Regions from separate parts of the Cricetulus griseus genome. Here region 2 is linked to region 1. Evidence: chromatin contacts called from public Hi-C data. All regions are on one chromosome and are shown on one strand. The core of a region is the stretch at or near the end of the contact, and the rest is flanking DNA. Distances in the headings are between cores, read along the strand shown. Region 1 overlaps Stk10 (serine/threonine-protein kinase 10). Region 2 overlaps Fbxw11 (F-box/WD repeat-containing protein 11).

The links. A called contact is a pair of places that touch in the nucleus more often than the background predicts.
Region 2: a contact with region 1 is called in a Hi-C map of liver, with 2.7 times the contacts expected there. The contact joins two enhancer-like sites. A contact is called at or near these places in 3 of 8 Hi-C or Micro-C datasets (the CHK-Q cell line, the CHL-YN cell line and liver).

The regions. Positions count from the first base shown.
Region 1 is chr7:47,804,551-47,810,158 of CriGri-PICRH-1.0, forward strand. It overlaps Stk10 (serine/threonine-protein kinase 10), which reads left to right. Exons shown (of 19, transcript XM_027425195.2): 16 at 1,095-1,283; 17 at 1,737-1,862; 18 at 3,738-3,851. Among named protein-coding and RNA genes, the nearest start is that of Fbxw11, 23 kb to the right of the region's middle. Within about 2 kb of position 2,436, at least 1 of the 6 cell types and tissues checked has open chromatin away from gene starts, as enhancers often do.
Region 2 is chr7:47,892,065-47,897,442 of CriGri-PICRH-1.0, forward strand. It overlaps Fbxw11 (F-box/WD repeat-containing protein 11), which reads left to right. Exons shown (of 13, transcript XM_027425196.2): 2 at 3,023-3,085. Among named protein-coding and RNA genes, the nearest start is that of Fbxw11, 64 kb to the left of the region's middle. Within about 2 kb of position 2,002, at least 3 of the 6 cell types and tissues checked have open chromatin away from gene starts, as enhancers often do.

The DNA of each region.
Region 1 (5,608 bases), core at 1,186-3,685:
CAGGAATCAAGGAACCTGTGAGGGGCGCCGATGGTGCCGGCAGCTCCTTTGCTCACCCCAGCACCTCAGTGCTTGGCTTTCTGTTCAGTCCTGGGCTACTTGAAACTGCCCCCCACCCCCGCCGCTCCAAGAGAAAAGGAAAAGAGAAAGGGGGTGATGCTTCTTGACTCTTTGGGGGTTTTGATCCCCCAACACCCATCTTGAAATTGAAAATAACAGTACAAATGCCCCTCAGCTGCCTGCCCTCCGGGCCTCCTACTTAGTTGCACAGCTCTGAGGCAGCCCAGTATAGGGTATTTCCCCTCAGGAGCATGTGGCCAACCAGAGCTGTAGCTCACTGCCATTGTCCAATATCCAGAATATTGGACTAGATTTTGTTCACCCAGGAATTTTGTTTCAAATTCGAATTACGGGCTCAGCTGAGTCACATTGTTTTCACACCACTGCAAAGTCAGAAAGCTGTGAGTCAAACGATCAGAAGTTGGAGACACTGTAATGTGCAAAGAAAACGCAAGGCCAGTGAAATGACTCTGTGGATAAGGGAGCTTGCCACCAAGCCTGATGACCTGAGTTCAATTCCCAGAACCCTCATAATAGAAAAAAGAAACCTGTCTTCTGAGTGTCATGCTCATGCTTAACCCTCTCCCTCCCAATAAAACAAGTAAATGTAAAACGAAAGAATTTTAAAGAACAGATAATGTTGAGCTGTAGAAGTGAACTTGGGGCTGGAGAGATGGCTCAGTGGTTAAGAGCACTGACTGTTCTTACAGAGGTCCTGAGTTCAATTCCCAGCAACCACATGGTGGCTCACAACCACCTTGAATGAGATCTGGTGCCCTCTGCTGGCATGCAGGCAGAAGACTGTATACATAATAAATAAAATGAAGAAGAAGAAGAAGAAGAAGAAGAAGAAGAAGAAGAAGAAGAAGAAGAAGAAGAAGAAGAAGAAGAAGAAGAAGAAGAAGAAGACAACTGTGCTGTATTGACACCCTGGCCTCCTGGGTTGATGAGGTCTTTGGCTCCTAAGCACCCCTTCCCCCCCCCACCTCCCCATGCCTAGAGTTCCCCTGACCTCTGCCCGGTTGTCCCTCCAGGAACGGGAACAGATGCAGCGCTACAACCAGCGTATGATGGAGCAGCTGAAGATCAGACAGCAGCAGGAGAAGGCGCGGCTACCCAAGATCCAGAGGAGTGATGGCAAGACACGCATGGCCATGTACAAGAAGAGCCTGCACATCAATGGCGCAGGCAGTGCCTCCGAGCAGCGCGAGAAGATCAAGCAGGTGGGGACCACGCCTGGTAGGCTGTGGGGAGTGGTCACAGAGGAACTTGGTAAGGCCTGGACCTCCTATAGCGTGGGAGAATGTCAAATACTAGATATGGCATAAGGTCCTGGTGATGGTGGTGTGCGGAGTCAGTCAGTCATGACCTGGAAGCTTTGATAGCCCAGGAGAACCCTCCCTGGTGGACAGATCCTTGTTTGACGGTTTGCCATGCACTGGTCCCTTTCATGGTCCCGGTTTTACGTACATGGCGTTCTACGTTCTCACCATCCAAGACCCTCCTTTCATGTCACTTCACCTTGTCAGGTCCCTACTGGTATAGGGACAGAGGCTGGGTCTCCACTCAAGACGAAGTGGGCTGGGCTCTGAGGATTGCTCCTCCGTTCCTGGGATGTGCCTCAGTGGCTCAGCCTGAGGCAGGCGAGCCCCCACAATGGCATCCTCTCTCTGCAGTTCTCGCAGCAGGAGGAGAAGAGGCAGAAGGCGGAGAGGCTGCAGCAGCAGCAGAAACATGAGAATCAGATGCGAGACATGGTGGCCCAGTGCGAGAGCAACATGAGCGAGCTGCAGCAGCTGCAGGTACTTGGCCCCTTGCCTCGGCTTCCCCAAGGCAATCAGTGCTCAGAGGCCAAGGGCTCCACAGCAGGGTGGCATCCTAGTCAGGCAGGCCCAGGTGAGCTGACTCCAGCCTGCTGTGCTTCTCTCAGGCTATGTTACACGTGGATAAATTGTACGACCCTCTTAGACATACTTCCTCTAAAATAGCTGTAGTGTGGAGGGGATGACTCCTATTTAGCGGGATTGGTGTGTGGCTTTGTGAAGTGGGTGATGGAGCTGAATGTGCCTTGCATTCCAGGGCCTGAGCTACCGTGCGGCACGGTTCCTTTGCTTGTGTGGGGGATCCTGACTTTGGGTGTCCCTGCTCCCAGTTTGGTCCCATGCGTTAGGGATATCAACAAGCAGGAGGTGTTTGTCCCTCAGAACATGACAGAGCTAGCACCGCTGTCTAGACTTCAGCAGCAAAATACCAAAAGCCCAGGCCACGAGCTGGTACTTGGGGCCCCCTTGTGGCAGAGTGAGGCATTGTTGTACTTGACAGATGAGGCCCCCACTCCAGCCTCTTGTGAATTTCAGGAAGTTGCTCAGGCTATTGGGCCCATGTGGAAATATGTGGAGAGGCAGGAGATTCCTGAGAATGGCCAGCATCAGAGGCTGCCAGGCAGGAACTCAGTCCTGTTCCAGGACCATCTCAGGAAGGACAACGCCTTTATTCCAACACAAGGGCCCTTCAGGCTAGGATAGGAGATCTCTCCTGAGGAAATGACACAGGCAAGAGGTATTACATATTAGTTACATATGTCATATGATATGTAGCTAGACACAATGCACAATTATACATATAATTTCTGTAGGTAAATAATTGTACACTGTACAGATTTAGACTTAGCTAGATGCAGTGGTACACACTCCTAGTCCTGCCACTTGAAAGGTGTCAACAGGAGGATACTTCGGACCAGGAGTTGCAGGTTGTAGTTTATTTATTTACTTATTATATGTTATATATACATGTAAGTTTGGGCAAATGCATGCCCTGACACACATGGGCAGTTCGGAGAACAACTTTTGGGAGCCAGTTCTGTCGTCCTTCTAGAGTGGGTTTTGAGGATCTAATCCAGGTTGTCAGACTTATGGTACTTATGGTACTTTGCCCACTGAACCATCTCACTAGCTCAAAACATTTTTTAAAAAACCCAGACAACTTACACAAGGTCAGGAGTCCACAGAAGGGTAGGCAGGATGGCTCAGTGACTAAAGTGCTTGCTGCACAGGCAAGTTTGATCCTCAGAAGCCATGCAAAGAAAAGTGAGGACTCCACACAGTTGTCCTTTGGCTCCACATGTACACCATGGCATGCATGCTCACACATGCAACACACACACACACACACACACACACACACACACACACACACAATCTTAAAAACTACACACAGTAGAAAGCTGCAAAATTGCTGTTATTTTTTTGTTTGTTTTTTGTTGTTTTTTTTTTTGTTTTGTTTTGTTTATTTTGTTTTTTAGAGACAGGGTTTCCCTGTGGTTTTGGAGGCTATTCTGGAACTAGCTCTTGTAGAGCAGGCTGGTCTCTAACTCACAGAGATCCTCCTGCCTCTGCCTCCTGAGTGCAGGGATTATAGGCATGTGCCACCAATGCCCTGCAAAATTGCTGTAATTTACCCATTTAGAACTATTACTATTATTGTTCTGGAATAGTTTTCTAGGCATTGCTTGGTGCAAGTATGTTACCATATACAGAGTTGTGGATAATGGCAAAGGCATAATAATAAGTCCATGCTAACTACAGTGCCCTCCAGGGTTCAGTGCCCTCAAGGGTGCAGGGGGTCTGGTTCTCCAGGCTTCTGCCTCCTCACTTTCACCCCTTTTCTGCCTATTCCAGAATGAAAAGTGTCACTTGTTGGTAGAACATGAAACCCAGAAACTGAAGGCACTAGATGAGAACCATAACCAAAGCCTGAAGGAGTGGCGGGACAAGCTGCGGCCGCGCAAGAAGGTACTGCATTGGGCTGGTGGGTGCCATTCCACAGATACCTGCCTGCCTAAGATATCTGAAGCCTTCCTATTTCTGGACCCTTGCTTCATGGCATCCCTAAAATAGGTCTGTCCCTGAGAGACAGGACTCATCTACCTGATGTGTTGAACACTGGAAGCCCTACGCACCCTGGGATAGCAGCCTCCACCTGCCCTGGTCCATATGCATCTAAGGCAGAGGACCCTGTCAATCATGCTGGCAGCCCAGTTTGTGGGGAGCTTCTCCCAGGAAGTCGCTCTGTGAGGTCAAAGGCCAGCATCAGCTAGTTTACTTTCTGAATTGGTTTCCTAATGTATAAATCAGTGTGCTTGGGCTAGTATGCAGCTTGGGGGGAGAGCACCTGCATGACACATGTGATATTCTGCGTTCCATCCCCCGCATCAAAGCAAACAGCCATGTATTTAGCAGCGTAAGCACACTCTTTATCAAAATCTATAGTAATAGGGTTCAAAAGCTGGGGGTCTCTCCAGAGCATCTCCAGGGTCTCACGAGACTGGAGTCAGGCTGGGCTGGGTCATTGAAGTTTTGACAGAATCCTCACCTCACATGCAATGTGACCAGGTGCCTCATGCTCCTGCTATCTTGCCAAAACAGACCCTTTCTTCCTTTAATTGCTTTTGTCAGGTATAAATGTAAGTAACACAGTTAGTCTTCGTCACAGGCCTCAGTGTGGTCACAGTAGAGATTGTAGGGCCATTTACAGTCATTAACCCACAGCATATATCAAAGGCATAGGCATTCTTAAACTCTGAGGAGAGAGCTGCCCTTGTTACCCGTGACCTTGTGCCACATTGGCCCGATGTCCTCAGGGTTTTTTAGCTACTGTGTACCTAAGCAGGAGGCAGGCTGTGGACTGCTGGGACTTGTGACACTAAACCCACAGGTACCCAGTGTTCCCACTGGCTATGCGTCAGGGAGTGAGCATGCATCTTCCTGCCCAGCTCTGGGCTTCTGTTTCTGGGGCACATCCTGAAAACGAGCAGGCGTCTCTCCCAGCAGCTGCCTCTGACCTCAGATGGTCTCGTGGGCTCCTAGGAGCATTGCAGGTGTGTACTTGGTGAACTGGCCCTGCACTCTGCCTGTGGGACTGCCTCAGGGCAGGATTCTGTCACAGATTGCTGAGTGGCTGCTGGCATGGTGGCCTGGAGGTAATGGTCCTTTATGCCCTTGCACTTTGTTCGGCAGCCTTGGACACTGTCCTCCTCTTATATCATTCCCTGTGCTGTGGAGTATTTTTAGAAGAATACAGATGACTTCCTTTTAAGTGAGTGCAGACTTCCTGATTTGCTGGGGTCACTGAGAGGATAGGGTGGGGCTTCAAAGCAGTCAGCTCTCCCTCCTCAACTTGCCTTTTTAGACTGTAAAATGCAGACATATTATCTGCATTTTAAAATGTGTCTATAGACCCACTGCTGCCTGTGGGCTAGGTCTGCCTGACTACCCATTTGTAAATGAGTTTGACTAGAAAGCAACTCATTCATTTGCCTTCTGCATGGCTGGTTTTTGCATTACATCGGAAACACTGGTCTGCGAAGCATAGTGTCTCCCATATAGGACAGGGAAACTGCCCCCATGAAATCTGAACAATATCACTTAAACAAGGCCTGGTTGAAATCTGGAATGGCCTCACTCTAGATGAAGAGTTATAGGTAATTAAATGGCTACCGAGAGAAGAATCAGTCTTCTCCAGTAACGAGCCCTGTGAGAAGTTAGCTAAC
Region 2 (5,378 bases), core at 752-3,251, 87 kb after region 1:
GTGATCCTCAGAGTGCCCCTTTCCTTTGTGCTAGAGCTGTTTATTGAAGTGGGAGGACTCAGACTGTCCCATAGTCCAGTCCATATGCTGGGCTATCATTAGCACATAGTACTACTTACTGTTCATGTACAACTAGCTCGAGGAAGGAGTGGTAACCCGAGCTGGTCTTACAGAATGTATGGTAGTCTGGAATGTGTGGTACCTCATGTGCATAGACAGCCTTTCTCAAACCCAGGATCCAGGTCCTTTTCCACTTGTCATCTCTCATACCCTGTAGGGTTAAATACCATGTAGAAATGATTCACTGGGTCCGGGGGTCAGGTACTTCCTAGCAAATGAGGGCCCAATTTTGAGCTGTAGTCATGAAAACCAGCCACATCAGTGTAGCTTGAGGGCTGTCCTCTGTAGTTTTTCTCAAGTATCTATAAGAGAAGCTAAGAAAATATGTTAGAGGGGAACTAGTCTGGCCCTCAGATGGTTTCACTGATTTGTAATTGGTTAGTGTCTGTATTCCAGCCTGAAGATAATACTTGACATTTCTTCACAAGAGCTGTCTCCCTCTCAGCTATTTTAAATAATGCTATTTTAAACAGATGAATGAAAACTTCTCACTGAAATGATGGCTGTTACTGGTGTAGTCTGCAGGACTCCTGATGGTTTTTGCTTTTTCCTTGAGTGAAGAAAAACATCATGGTGTGTCTTAGTTGGATTTCTATTGCTGTGAAGAGACACCATGACCACAGCAACTCTTTTTTTTTTAAGATTTTATTTATTTATTATGTATACAACATTCTGCTTCCATGTATATCTGCATGCCAGAAGAGGGCACCAGATCTCATAACGATGGTTGTGAGCCATCATGTGGTTGCTGGGAATTGAACTCAGGACCTCTGGAAGAGCAGCCCATGCTCTTAACCTCTGAGCCATCTCTCCAGCCCCAACCACAGCAACTCTTAAAAAGGAGAACATTTAATTGGGGCTGACTTAAGGTTTGGAGATTTAGTTCATTATTATCATTCATGGTGGCATACAGGCAGACATGATTTTGGAGAAGGAGCTGAGAGAGTTCCACATCCTCAGGCAGCAGGAGACACTAGGCCTGGCTTGAGCTTTTGAAACCCAAACCCATCTTCCCCCGGGACACACTTCTTCCTCCAAGGTCACACCTCCTAATAGTGCCACACTCTATGGGCCCATGGGTGCCAATTCAAAAAGATAGGTCAGAACTACACTTCGTAACTGCTGTACTCAGTAACCAAGACACTGAATTCCAGAAAGTTTAAGCTTAAAATGTAACACAGGCCTTGAATTAGGAGAGATCCCCCTGTCTCCCGAGTGCTGGGATTAAAGGTGTGCAGCACAGCCCTCATCTCCTTGCCATTCTTGGCTGCTGTTGATATGACAGATCACTGTGTAACATCACACTCAGGGATGAGGTACTGAATCACATTGTCATTTTTTCTATTTATCTAAGGAAAACTGTTGGTTTTGTTACTCTCTAAGCCGTTCCAGGTAGTGACATAGGGAGACCTTCTTAAAGCATAGCATTTGTTTGCTTCTCCCTCTTGTGCTTCAGGATTGTCCACTGCTGCCACTGGTTTTGAACACCTGCCCCTTTCCCTCCCTAGCTCATTTCACCCGAACCACCATTGGCTTTGACATTCTGGGACTTTTAGATTTTATTGAGAAAGATTTTCCCTCTAGAGCCATTCTACTGTGCCCAGGTAACTGAAGTTGTAAACAAGTATGAAGATAACCTAGGGAAAGCAGAGTCCTCAATGCAGGGAAAGAGAACATCTCTGACCAGAGATTTTAGCACCAGGCACAGCACTCCTGGTCTCATCACACCCCGTGGCTCTGTTTGATGAGTGACTTCCCTTTCCCAAGGTCCCAGACTGAGTGACCAAGTCAACATTCTAGCTTCTTGCTTGGCTCTCCTTACTGTGTGCCACTGAGGTAGACAGCAGTGACTCATGTCCAGTGGTGACTCCAGTTGACTGTTGGGGGATTTCCCATTGGTCTTTTGGGAAGTACTCTGGGTGGGGCCTGAATATTTCAGGACTTAAAAGATAGAGGAAAAACGAGGAGGGTTTGAGAAAGAAGCTTACCCTAGAAGATGTAAACAGATCCCATAGTGTTGACAACTTTATAGATCTGTAATGAACCTCTTGGAAAACACTGCGGGACCGATGCTGGAGTTGTTTTGTGCTCCACTCTTAATTGTTCTAGGTTTGGGAAGGAACCTTAGAGAGCTAGCCCCTGGCTACTGGTGAGCTTTCACTCTTTTTAGAGCACAGCCCTCCCACTTCCTCCTCTCATTAGGGCTCCATTTAGCTGTTAGGTAGGAGCTTCAAAAGGGAAAACCCAATCATGTATAATCTCCAGTTAATGGGCATCTGTTGAGTCACTGGGTCACCAGAGGGGATAGTTACACAGTGCTTCTTTGTGTAGCAAATACAAAAATGGCAAAAAAAAAAAAAAAAAGACAAGCCAGATTGTTAGTGACTAACGGCATCCTCCTGTTGAGGGAGAACATTGGGGCACCCCTCCATGCTTGTTGGGGGAGGGGAGGATGGCAAGGCCATTTCCCAAAACAGAGCTATGGCGGGAGAGGAGAGAGGAGGTGGGGCACTGGAAGGCCTTGTCACTCTTAATTGTTGGTGGATGGGATGCATTCCCGACAATAGTGTTCTAGGAGACATTGTGTGCAACCGCTAGGAACTTAATAGTCACCGAGTTTTCTGACATAGAATAATAATGCTGTTGGTGTACTCCAACCCCACCACACAAGTTAGCTGGTTTCCAGTCATGCCCAGCCTCCATGAGTGAAGACTGTATGCTTACTGTTGGTTTATGAAAGCTGAATATAGCTTCCTGACCCAGAATGGCATATGTTAGCCATAAAGCAGGGTTCTTGAGTTTGCATCCATCTACTCTAGTTTGAGATCTCAAAGTTTATGTCTTGTCATTTAGGTTTTGCAGAACTTGGCATAATTCAAATAACCTGTTTTTCCCCCTTCAGAACACTTCAGTTATGGAAGATCAAAATGAAGATGAGTCCCCAAAGAAAAGTGCTCTTTGGCAGGTAGGCACTATAAGCTAGCAGATTATTGTAGATAAGCTCTGCCCTTGATAGTGTCCTCACTGAGACCAGGGCCCAGCCTCTGCTTTGAGCAGGGTTGCTAGATCCAGAAGACACCCTACTTGCCTATCATTTCCTCAAGGAAGTGTTCTTATTAGTAGTAAATAACTTTGGAGTTTTTGAAAAGATTCCAAAAGGTCAGTATCCTAAAATACTGACTTTGTGGCCCATGATAGACCATATGGAAATCCTCCAGGAAACTTAGAGCTTTTTAGCTTAGAGCCAAGGGCAAACCTTATGCTGATCCTGTTCGGTGTTCACAAAGGCTATTTTTCTCTGTTTGCAACCCCCCCCCACGTTCCTATGGGTACTTTCCTATTTGATTTGATTTAATTTGATTTGATTTCATGTCTCTTCCTTTTCCTCCCAACCTCCCAGGATTTGTGGTGGGGATTTGTGGAACATGCAGACCTTCATAGTTTAGTGTTTTTATTATTTTATTTGGGTGATCATCTTCTCCTTTGTGAGGATATGAATAAAGGCACAACATATATAGATCAAAGCAAAAAAAAAAAAAAGTTAGCTGGACTCATTTGAGTAGGATACTCCCAAGGTAAGTTAGTTAGCTAGGGTAATATACACACAAATTTAAAATGAAGTGAAGTGAAAAAAGGTAACGTAAGCAGGGTTTGTCTGGGCCCACCCAGGGAGCTGGAAGTAGAAGCTGGAAAAGGTGCTCCTAAATGTGCATGTGCCTGTTTGCCTTTCATAGCATCCTTCATATGTAAAAGGACCACGAGTGACCCCCCCCTCCCACGTCTGCACGGCTATAGTTCTCTTCACTGTTGACCTTTCAGTTTTCAATGGCTCTCAACTCTTTAGCGTCCAGTTTTCTTCATCTGTCCACCTCCTAGTCAGTTACTTGGTGGGAAACTTGATGGTGAATGAAACAACAATCCTTTAACCTACCAAACGAGAAAGTAGATGCGAAAATACTGTGTGAGTTGTGAAGCAACACAGATGCAGATGCAGCCCTCTGCCATAATTCTGTTTAACCTGTTGGGAAAGCAGATGTTCTGGAAAATTGTCATCCAGATGTTGAGTAAAGGAGGAGAGAGTACATGAAGTCTGTAGGACTACTTCACCGTTGGTGTTCTACGAGCAGGCTTATTTTGTCTCGGTGTGCTCCCCTTTCCACGCATGATGGTGCCCCTGGCACTGTAACATGCTGCATCTGCTTACCATCCTGTCAGAAGCTGCCTTTCTTAATGCTGGCTGTAGTGGCCACACTGTAGCCCTTGTTTTGTGTGTTGTAATTTGCAATACCAGTTGTTTGCAATTAGGTAGTCACTTCTATTTTTTTCTCTTATAATGTTAGGATATTGTTATGCCTAAAATAACATAGACATTTCCTTTTATGCCTGTTGATATTTATCACAGCAAAGAAGTTTTACTTTGCTTCAAGTTCTGTTGAGTTGGTTAGATGGGAATGTCTTTGAAAAAGCAAAATATTTAAATGCCTGTTCAATGCTGCCCTCTGGTGGTAACAGGTGCCAATTGAATTATCCCTTGCTCTAGGAATTGGGGGTGGACCAGAGAGTTGAACATGATTGGTTAAAGTAAATTAAGTAGACGGTAAATGCTTTCTGACCTTGCCTCTAAATGTAGACATAAAGACTTAGTTGAGATACGATACTGAAAAGCTTTTTGTCAAGGAAGGCCAGAAATTTCCATTGAACATTTAGAGATTCTCTTCTTTCTTTGATGGGTTTAGTCTAGTTTAATTAGGGAACATACCATTAATAAAAACTCTTCATTCTGGCTGGGCAGTGGTGGCCCTTGCCTTTAATCCCAGCATTTGGGAGGTAGAGGCAGGTGGATCTCTATGAGTTCAAGGCCAGTCGGGTCTACAAAGCTACACAGAGAAATCCTGTCTGGAAAAACAAAAACAAACAAACAAAAAAAACCCCACAACAAAACAACAACAAAAACATCTTCATTCCACAGAAGACTTTGGAAACAAGTTGAAATGGAATTAATGGACATTTGCAATTCATCTCTTCAGGTCTGAAAAGTCTTTACTTGCTGTTAGTGTCTCCAATTAGGCTATCAGAGGGGCATTGAACAAATGGCCTGGCGAGTATATAACAAAAACACTTATGGTCAGGTAATGGCACACGCAGGAGGCAGAGGCAGGAGGATCTCTGTGAATTCGAGGCCAGCCTGTTCTCCAGAGTGAGTTCCAGGACATACAGGTCTACACAGAGAAACCCTGTCTCGAAAAACCAAACAAAAC